Linked DNA regions of Drosophila melanogaster: region 1 is linked to region 2. A link is a contact called in public Hi-C data. All regions are on one chromosome and are shown on one strand. The core of a region is the stretch at or near the end of the contact, and the rest is flanking DNA. Distances in the headings are between cores, read along the strand shown. Region 1 holds the start of CG8188. Region 2 holds the start of CG5800.

What was found. A called contact is a pair of places that touch in the nucleus more often than the background predicts.
Region 1: a contact with region 2 is called in a Hi-C map of the Kc167 cell line, with 5 times the contacts expected there. The contact joins the promoter of CG8188 here to the promoter of CG5800 in region 2. A contact is called at or near these places in 18 of 107 Hi-C or Micro-C datasets (the D17-c3 cell line, the Kc167 cell line, the S2 cell line and 5 more) and 1 of 6 datasets of contacts at active chromatin or transcription factors (the Kc167 cell line).

The regions. Positions count from the first base shown.
Region 1 is chrX:17,700,076-17,705,222 of dm6, reverse strand. CG8188 reads left to right here and starts at 2,446. Exons shown (of 3, transcript NM_001298455.1): 1 at 2,446-3,022; 2 at 3,447-3,917; 3 at 4,058-5,147. The coding sequence starts at 3,014. The coding sequence ends at 4,207. par-6 (par-6,) reads right to left here and starts at 1,871. Exons shown (of 3, transcript NM_133010.5): 1 at 1,498-1,871; 2 at 623-851; 3 at 1-555. The coding sequence starts at 1,572.
Region 2 is chrX:17,632,550-17,638,221 of dm6, reverse strand. It overlaps CG5800, which reads right to left and starts at 1,941. Exons shown (of 2, transcript NM_133002.2): 1 at 1,468-1,941; 2 at 1-1,391. The coding sequence starts at 1,854. It overlaps CG8289, which reads left to right and starts at 2,178. Exons shown (of 3, transcript NM_133001.3): 1 at 2,178-2,880; 2 at 3,245-3,648; 3 at 3,869-4,531. The coding sequence starts at 2,296. The coding sequence ends at 3,890. It overlaps ND-24 (NADH dehydrogenase (ubiquinone) 24 kDa subunit), which reads right to left. Exons shown (of 4, transcript NM_133000.3): 3 at 5,114-5,632; 4 at 4,713-4,959. The coding sequence ends at 4,789.

The DNA.
Region 1 (5,147 bases), core at 1,197-3,696, 66 kb before region 2:
TCTCGTCGGAGGTGTTTGTATTATTAGTGTGATGTGACCCACTGGACAGCTGGCTGTTCCTTGAAAAGGATCCGCGATGTGTGGACGTCAGTGTGCGCTGATTGGCCGGCTTCACGGTGATTATCAGATTGGAGCTGTTGGCCACCATCATGTCGGTGACTTGATCCAGAGTCTTGCCAGCCACTTCGATGCCATTTACCTCGATCACCTCATCGTTGACGGCCAGCAGGCCAGTACTTTCGGCCAGACCGCCCGGAACCAAACGGGATATAAAAATGCCCGGCTGCTTCTCTAGCCCACTGGCCGTCACCCTGACAGAGGTGCCATCCCGTATGTAGAATCCCAGGGGCTTATCGCTGCCGTGCTTCAGTAGCCGCACTCTTCTATGCGTTTCCGGCACTATATCCACATCTATAATGGCCGAGACTTGACGGAAATCGTGCGGTATGGATATCGATGGCGCCTTTGTCTTCACTGGCGTATGGCCCATCAGTATGCTGCCGATGAGGTTTCTCGGTTTCATCGTTCCAAAGCCAGAGTACTCATTAAGATCATCTATAGAGTGAACGAAAAGATTGTGGTTGAGTGGCTCGTATTGTATCTTATGCATACCCATACTCACCCTTTCGCTGCACAATGACCCGTAAAAGTGGACGTGCTGTTTTCAGGGCCCGGCCGAAGTTATCGTCGTTGTTAATCGGCAACAGATCATTGTCCCGCGGATCGATGTAGAGTATGAGAAACTGGATGTTGGTCAGCTTGTGCAGCTGCTCAATGAGGGATGCGAATTTGTCGAAGCTCTGCTCCGCCTCATTTCGCTTGAAGCTCCACCTCCGAAACTCTGCATCGAACTAAAGGATACGTATTGATTAGTAAAGGGGCTGAATCTTTTGAAACCCGTATAGTTTGTTCATCAGCATCACCTGTTGATTCAATTGTATGCAGACATTTTACTAATTTAATGGGACCTTCACTGAATTGCAGTACATCTACTGCCTTATAGCTATTACTGGAGTTTATCTTGAAGAATTGTACCTTGACTAATTAATAACTGAAGTTTCCTTCTCTGTAAAATTACAGAAAATGAACGAAACAGGGTAGTTTTTGAGTAAGGCGCAACAGATTGGTTTTCAGGCAAAGAGCCCAAGCAATAAAGGGTGTTGCAACAATCCATATCAGAGCTCAGGAATTCCGACAAGTAAGATGCATTCGCAAGGGCAAATTGTCACTTTTGGGGTGCTTCTAAGATGGAAACCAGTTGCTCCTCACACCTCGCACTCCAAGCATTAATCCCTGCTCTGGCCGCTTTGACACAATCGAGCTCAACAGATAGGAGTTCCCAAATTGGTAGACACATTGCTCCTCAGACTAAAGACCCCCTTTCCACGCACAGAACTCCAATTTAAGCTATTAATCCCATTCCTGAGCGCATGAATCAGCAGCTCAGCGCCGCAGAAAGGGGCGTGGAATCCGGGGGCCACGAAAGTTAGGACTCACCTTCGATTTCACCTCGATTAGATTCGTGTCACTGGCCGCCGTTGCGGACGTTGTGTTTATCTTGTTCTTCGACATTTTCTCCGATCCGCCCGATCAAGAGTGCACTGACAGTTTTCCTCTCCGTTCCTCACACACAACACAAAACACGGCAGTTGAGTTCCGCAGATTCTGATCTGATCTTCAGGATCGAAATCGAACCGATACGCCCGATGCGAACCGAAACCGAACCAAAGTGCAGCGTACCGATGGCGGGGAGCGACGATAGTGGGGGGCCGCCAATAAATTAGAGTTAGAAATCTAAATTAAAACTAATTAAATAAAAAAAATGGATGGATGAACCTATCGGGCACTATCGTACTTCGATATTGGTAGGCACTATCGGTTATCGGATGGTAATAGATCCAGAGTGACCGTGGGGAATGCAAAACCAAAATATACCATTTCAGTTTTCTAAAATACCACAAATATGCTATAAGCAATAGATTTAAACAACAATGAAAGTATCTAAAAAGACTTAGAAATAATAATAATTTGTTTTCAATATAGCTAGCAAAGGTTTTGAATTTATCACAACAATAAGTTTTTTTTTTTAATAACGGTATGTTCTTTGTTTGTTTTTAAATATTTCCCAGAGTAACTTAGGCATGAACCGATGTTGTGCATATATCGATATATCGATAGAGTCTGAGCAGCCATGTTGCTGCGTTAGTGTAGAGACAGTTTGTTTGTGTGGGCTGGGTGGATCTTCAGATGCGCTACATTTGCAAAGTGGCTGCTGTTTGCACGAAAAAAGAGGCTTAACTGTTACAAGACAAGAATTAGCTATATTTAAATGCTCAGTTTTAATCAAAGACGTTTTTTAAATAAATAAATAAAAACCCGCTTTTAAATCGAAGGCAGGCAAGACGCCAGCACGAATATGCCCCAATTGTAGCGCAGCGCCAGCGACGAGGGTTACTGTAAAATGAAACTGTTTTTGTGTGTTGTTGTCGAGCGTGAAGTGTCCAATTAGACAACTGAATTTGTTTAGATGTGAACGCCAGAGTCGAGATAGGTCACACAGCAGCTACGACAAAGTTGAGCGAATCGATTTCAAAACAAAAGCAACCAACGAAACAAAATTTTAAGTCGCTAGAAAAACTAAAAATCAAGATTTTCGAGAGGAGGTGCTATACCAAATACATATATATATATAGTCTTTAAACGAGTGCGTGTGAAAACATAAACCCAAACAACAGACAAGGAGACTAGCGGGGCCAAAGGAAGCATAAGGAGTCTACACGCAAAGGAATAGTTAAAGCCAGCCCACAACGCACATATTCATATATTTTGGGACCACTTTTCCAAGGCAGCTGGGAAAAGGCGGTGAAATTGCGACTATCCGAGAGCCGAAGAGCTCAGCTGCAGGAATAAGCTGACGAAACTGAAACCTTGAGACAGCGATTCGCACGCACACCAGCGCAGGCCCGCATCAACACAGACACACACACGCACAGCAGCAGGAAATTCAGACATCATGAGTTCGGTAGGATGAGCATGTTCCTCACATAATTGTTAGCATTCTAATAATAATAATACGAAACGATTCTTAAGAAGTTGTATCCGTGATTGTAAAGAATCCTATCCAACAGATGCTTCTTAATCTTATGAATGGTTTAGTAGTGAGAGCTTAAAATCGCGTCCTTACAAATACTTTCCAGCATACTAAGAGTATGAATTTCATTAATAAATACCCTGTTTGTGGAGACATGTGATTTTGTTAGTTAAGTTTGTATGTAATAATCCTTGCCTACAAGTACTGTACTGTACTTGCCATCCATTTTTAAAGTTCGTATGTTCCAATAAGTACAATTCCAACTAGAAATAATGACTCAACCCTGTCATTAAAATCAATTTTTGTATATATAAACTTTTGCCATTCCATACTAATGCCATTCCCCCATTTGCAGCAATACTCGAATGTGGAGAACCTGTCGCCGCAGACGATAAGGCAGGTGATGAGGGAGCTGCAGGAGATGGAAACCACGCCACCGGAAGGCATCAAGGTGCTAATCAATGAGAGCGATGTGACGGATATTCAGGCATTGATCGATGGACCTGCTGGCACTCCGTACGCCGCTGGAATTTTCCGCGTCAAACTGACGCTGAACAAGGACTTCCCGCTGACGCCACCCAAGGCGTACTTCCTCACCAAGATCTTTCATCCGAATGTGGCCGCCAACGGGGAGATCTGTGTGAACACACTAAAGAAGGACTGGAAGCCGGATCTGGGCATCAAGCACATTCTGCTCACCATCAAATGCCTGCTTATTGTCCCGAATCCGGAATCGGCGCTGAACGAGGAGGCCGGCAAGATGCTGTTGGAACGATACGATGACTACTCACAGAGGGCGCGCATGATGACAGAGATCCATGCCCAGGTAAATTAGGGGTTTTCCCTTCTGTTATGATTGTGTATCATTGGAATACTAGCATAAGGTGTTGAATGATCCCAATATGATATTGTTTATCACGCTGCTTTACACACTTAGCTCATACATATGTATATCTTTTATTTTAGCCTGCCAAATGCGGTGTAGGCGCTGTTGGCGATGCCAAAGACGATGGTGGACCCTCGACGAAGAAGCATGCGGGCCTGGACAAGAAGCTGCAGGACAAGAAGAAGGAGAAGTTGCTCAAGGAGAAGAAACGCATGCTGAAGAGATTATGAGAGGCATAAGGCGGAGTTCCATGGACTAGCTAATCAACCAGGAGCAGTAAGTAGTAAGCAGTAGCAGAACACGTCGGATACGTATGAATGGATAGATGTTAAAGAATGGATGAGTGCGAGCGTAAACCCTACAAACAGGTGAAAGGCGACAGGATCAAAGCTAGCAAGGTCGAATCAAAGGAGGAGGCGCGCTATGAAATTTTACACTGATCTGATAAAAAACAAAACAGACAAAAAAACAAGTAAATTGAGCTACTGAAATTACGAAGTAACCGATGAAACCCGAACCCTGGAGGCCAATATCGGAACGGAACGGAAGTTAAAGCTGCAACAATTTCGGTAAAACGAGAGAGATAAAGAACCACTCCAAAGAACAGTGCATCCAGTTACCATATACGATTATTTTAACCAACATTTTTGGTGGCACGCCGCTTTCAACTGAGCCTAGAATATAGAAAACAAAAACCAACATAAAGCAACCAAGAGAAATGGGGATTGCAACCATCACCCAATTAATTTATGTAGTTCTCTTTTCTTAACGCTCATGGGCTATCCTAGCATAATTTATGTAATTAGATTAAACAAAACAAGGATAACATTATCGCCTCATACATGCCACCTCTTAAACACCCAGAACTCTCTAGAAAGCATCACCTTACACATACCTTAATGAGCACTATAATCGCTCATTTGGGGTGAGTCCGCGTATTGGACCCCCGTTCATAAACATAAACTTACCCCTTAGATTTCTTTTTTTTTTTTGTGTGTTTTTAAAATTGTATTCGCTTAGTTCATAAATAAATAAAATTTCGATTCGTTACATTCAATTGTCCTGCTTAGGCATAAGATACACAAAGGACACACACACCACCCATGCATCCAACCCACACAAATCACGAAAAATACATAAAATTATTAAAGAAATACTGTAAAAGATTGA
Region 2 (5,672 bases), core at 692-3,191:
TGATCCTTACGTTTCACCTTGATAAAGTCTTCGTCATCACTGTTCTCTTCATCCTCGTCACCGCCGCCAAAGCTCTGCTGCTTGGTCAGCTTGCTGAGCAATGGATTGATCGATTTTGCGTTATCACCCTGTTCTTTCTGCTGCTGTAGCTGCTTCTGGCGCCACAGGAATTTTTCGAGGAAGGGAACACGCGGCGTAACCGCCAAGCCGAGCGATTGGGCAAATGCATCTAGATCCAGGCTGAACACATTAAACAAGCGCTTGTTGCGCATCAGGAACACGGATTTTATGTAGGAGAGGAAGGCGCGCTGGGCGGTTGCCCTCAGTTCGGGAAATTGGGCCAGAAAGGCCTCGATCTTGACGCGCGGAGAGAAGAGCTTCTTGGGATCGATTTGCACACAACGAATGTCGATATTCAACTGTTCCTTAAGCGCACTAATCATGTACTCCTCCTCGCTGGGTGTCAAAACCAACAGACACTCGCCGCGTGTCTTGTTCCGCGCAGATCGTCCAGCTCGATGAATGTACTGTGAAACATCCTCCGGGCAGTCCAACTGCACCACCCAATTGACGGCAGGAAAGTCCAGACCGCGCGATGCCACATCAGTGGAGAACATAACGACGTGGCTCTTGCGAAGGAAATCCTCGTAGATGGCAATGCGACGATCCTGATGGAGCGTTCCATAGAGAGCCAGCAGCGGGCTACCCGGCCGCAGTTTACAAAATATCTCGTACAGGTACTTGGCCTGCTTGCAACTGGCCACGAACACAATGATCTTCTGCTTCAAATGGTTCTTGATGAACGACCACAGCATGGTGATCTTGTCCTCCAGGTTCAACACCACATAACTCTGCTGCAAAAGCTCAGGAACTGCCAAGACAGCTGTGTTCGGAGTCTTCTTCGTGCTGGCGCTGGGCTCTTCTCTTGGCGTCGCTCCTCCGTAGCCTACGTAGACCGGATCCTTTAGATTAAGCCTCGCCAAATCCTGCACCGTATTCGTTTGCGTGGCCGAGAATAGCAGCGTTTGACGCACTGGTGGGAAATTTTCTATGATTGAATTCAGGGTCTTCTGGAAACCCATATCCAAACAGCGATCGGCTTCATCCAGGACCAACATCTCCATGGTGCTCGTATTAAAGAGAGGATTCTCGTCCATGTGCTGCAGCAGCCTTCCGGGTGTGCAGATCAGTATGTTGCACTGGTCCATGCGAGTGCGCTCGAACTTCAGGTTCTTGCCTCCGATGATGAGGCCGGCGGAGAAGTCGTGGTGCTTTCCCACCTTCTTTAGGGTCTCGAAGATCTGGTAGGCTAGCTCGCGGGTGGGCGAGATGATGATAGCGCCAACGCCATCGGTGCGCGACCATTTGTTCATGAACAGATGCTCCAGAACCTGCAATAAATGGACCATTGCATATATAACTTACAGCCGGCAATTTCTTTCGAAGAAGGGACGAGGACCAACTTACGGGTATGAGAAAGGCCAGTGTCTTGCCACTGCCTGTGATGGCCGCGCCCAGCACATCCTTGCCCTGCAGTGCGGGTCCAATGCTGTCCCGCTGCACCTGCGTGGGATGCACGAATTTGGACTCCGCCAGTGCCTTTTGGGTCTTCTTGGACAGCGGAAACTGGGCGAACTTCTTAATGGCAGTAGCATCGATCTCTGCGTATTTGGTCTTGAGGTCCTGGATCTCCGCTTCGGTGGCGGCCAGTCGCGACTTGTTGATCTCCTGGCGCGGACGCTTCTGGCTGTTGTCGCCGCTTTTCCGGCCACCACCAGCTCCTTTGAACGTGCCGGATCCCGGCTTGAAACGCGAACCCGGTTTGCCGGGTCCCTTGGGTTTCTGGCGCTGCATACCCTCTGTTTATTGACCAAAATGCGGTCGTTTCGAAACGTATTGAAATTCGCACGCGGTTGGAATTAGGGATGAGAGAAGAAACGATTATTCAATCGATTAATTCGCATTTCAAGTCGAATGTATCGACCACTAATTTGTATTACCGTTTCTAGAAATTTGGAAAGAATTAATTTTCTTACTTTCTTACTTCGATTCGATCTCGGGATCTCGATTGATAAACATTAAATAAATATTCCCAGGAAATATAAATATATATATATTTATAAAACTGCATATCCCGACTTCGTGATTTTTTGTTTCTTGCAGTCTGGTAACACTGCCAAGTGTACAGTCGTCAAAAAACTCTATAAAGAATTTGTTTTGCTGGTACGCGGCAATTGAAATCGCCACCGTAGAGCAAATTGGACGTTGTCACACAACCGGATAAACAAGTGCATTATGGCCAAGGCGAGTAAGAAGGTGGCAGAAAGTAAGCGCAGGAACGGAGTCGCCAACGAGAGCGAAAACGAGGAGATTGACCAGCAAAAGTCCAATGGGACAGGTCGATCGTCCAGGAAGACGCCGAACAAACGAAAGGCCAAACTGACTGTGGCCTCTGACAGCGAAGACAGCGATTGCCAGACCTCTACCTCCAACGTGGATGTACCAGCTGCAAGGAACAAGCGCAAGGTGGGCAAGGCCAGGAACGCCACCACTTCGCCCCGCAAAAATGGCAAAAAAATCGTTATAGAGGATTCGGATGATGATGCTAATCATTCCGATGTAGACCCTAGTGCCGACAGTTCGCCAAGGAAGCCAAATATCAAACGCCAGACACGGCGATCCGTGCGCGGTGAAACGGAAGATAGCAATGAACTGCCCTCCACCTCCAAAGCCTCTGCACATGCATCAAGTCCGATCAAGAAGCGCAAGCTGAGCAGGGCTTCGACTTCTTCCGTCAAAAATGGCAAGAAGGTTGCTGAAAAGGATTCGGAATCCGATGTCGATGCTGGAACAGAGGATGAGAAATCAGCTCAACCCCAGGTGAGACATCAATTCGAGAAATCAAAAAATACTAGACCCAATTAGATATTGAACCCTCAGTAAATTCTACGAAATTCTAGTCAGCAATTACAAAACATTGAGACTCAAAACCTTTCGAAAAGGTTAGATTATGATGACTGTACTATTATTCGAAATCATTAGCGCTAACTGGCGTACATATAAAAATGTATGCTTTTAAAACATTACACTGAAACGCTGATGAGAAAGTGTAGTCAGTTGAGAGTAATTTCGTTATATGGCGGTTATCTTGGCCAAAAATGCCTCATACTTTAAGATTCATTTTATTTATAGGACAGTATTTTGATCAATGAAGTCCAACTTTTTTATCTTTGCTGCTTTGCAGAAGGTTGCAGCTAAATCGAAGTCCTCGCCAAACGCTAAGAAGGCTAAGGGACGTGGTCGACGGAACGCCGGCACCAAGAAAGCCGACGATTCAATCGACCCAGAAAAGCAATGGGAAGTCGAAAAAATTCTTGATCACGTTGCCACCAAGGAGGGCGACATGTTTAAGATCCGATGGAAGAAGTATGGACCGAAGGATGATTCCTGGGAGCCGAGTAAGAATCTGGCGTGCGATGCGCTTATCGAAAAGTTTATGCGGAAACAAGCAACCCAGGAGAACGTGGACGTTAAGGAGCTGCGCGAATCGCCCAAGAAGACCGAGCGCCTCGTCGATGAATGCTATCCCAGGACAAATCTGCACAATCGTATTGAACGCTCCTCGAAGCGCTCTTCCGCCAAAAACCGGTGCGTTTAATATCTCTATATACACAATAAGGTTAGAATAACGACACAGCTGTGAAGTATTAAATTCAGTTATTCCTCAGTTGATACTTTCAGTTTATATTTGCCCGTTTCGTTGCTTAATTTCACGCATTGTGTCTGATTTCTTCATTATTTTGTTTATAGTTTTGATATCCACACTCAACCATGTTACTCATATGTCAATAAACCTTTATACTTTCAGCATTTTCTACGGCGAGGAGTGAGGAAGGGCAACAAGGAAGGAAATCCATGTAGGAATTTAGTACACTTTTTTTTTTTTACATATAATATTACAACACATGCGGACCGAAGTACGCGGAAAGGTGACCCATGGCGGCTCCAGTTAGATTTTAACGGAAAATTTCCCTTATCGTTATTGGTTTTAAAAAAGCTCGCGGGCGGAGCCAATCCACATCATGTCCACAATCCTGACTATTGGCGGACAACTTTACGGGCAACACAAATAACTAAATATTAAATTCGGATTTTAGTACATAAGTAAAAAGGACAGGCAATCGACTGCATCACAGTGCGTACATACATGTAGTATTATATCTGGTTAATTGCACTCAACCAGCGTAGAATGTAAGGCATCATTTCTGTAGCTTTAGTTTTATCCTTTGAGTAATTGATGTTTGTATTGGTCAATTGCCACAGCTGAAAATAGCCTCTCAACTACTCTTCCAATCATCTTAATTCATAATATTCGTTCTTACGTACGTACGCCATTGTACATACAATTATAATGAGCGAACATTATAATTAGTAATGGAACATGCGTACGTATGCAATAGTAAACATCCATTATAATTAGCAATGGGAACCTGCCGTTTCCACTACAAAATAAAATCATTTATTGGTCAAGATATGAAAAACGCACATTTGGCTTGCATTGGGGTTCTGGCGATCTTCCACATCTAATTGAATGTACTAGTATTCTCGAGTTCGTTGGGAGTTATTATTTTATGTGTAACCTTTCAAAATGGAAACTTTCCAATGGAAAGTGAGCATATTTTTAAAAAAAAATCCAAAAATCCTTTATCAATGACCTCTATAAGTTGCTTAACATTTATTTAACTTTCGTTCGACAATCAGTGATAGGTTCTGCTCCTTGCTCATCCTCTACAGACCGGCCTGCAGACCAAAGCCAGGACCCTTGGGCTCCTCGCTCAGGGAAGTGGGCTCGCCCTTTGGCTCGCTGGCAAAGCGTCCGTTGCGTGGCCCAGGGGGCGATATCTTATCCGCCTTCAGGTCGTTCAGGATGTCCTGCATGTCCTTGGATGTCAGATCCTCCTGCAAAGTAAAAAAAAAACGTTAGCAATGTTTGCACAATATAGAGTCGATTTCAGCGCATTAAGATTGAAACGCTGGACGAGGCTGAGAGTGAAACTGGCGTTTCCTACAAACAAATGACCAGGAAACACATTTAGCAATTAGAATTGCTTACATAGTAGTCATCGTTGATCGCCACCATTGGCGCATTGACACAGGCGCCCAAGCACTCGACCTCCGAGATGGTGAACTTCCTGTCCTTGGTGGTGTCGCCGACGCCGATGCCCAGCTGCTTCTTGCAGGTCTCCAGGATGTCGTCCGATCCGCGGAGCCAGCATGGTGTGGTGGTGCACACCTGGATGTGATACTTGCCAGTGGGCTTGCGCATGAACATCGTATAGAAAGTGGCCACCTCGTAGACGCGCATATTGGGCAACTGGAGAATCTCGGCCACCTTGTGCATGGCAGAGATTGGCAGCCAGCCGTACTGGCGCTGTGCCAGATCAAGCAGCGGGATCATGGCGCCGCGCTTGTGCCCCTCCGGATAGATGCTGAGTATGGCCTCCACGCGCTTCTTGTTCTCCGCCGTGAACTCGAACGGGATGTTGGGATTATCCTCCGGTGTGTCGCGATGGACGAACAGATTGTCGCTGGCCCGGGCACTGCTGGTGGCAATTGCCCGGATGTTGGCGCGCTGCAAATAACAACACATATCCTTAATGTTATTGTTTTCC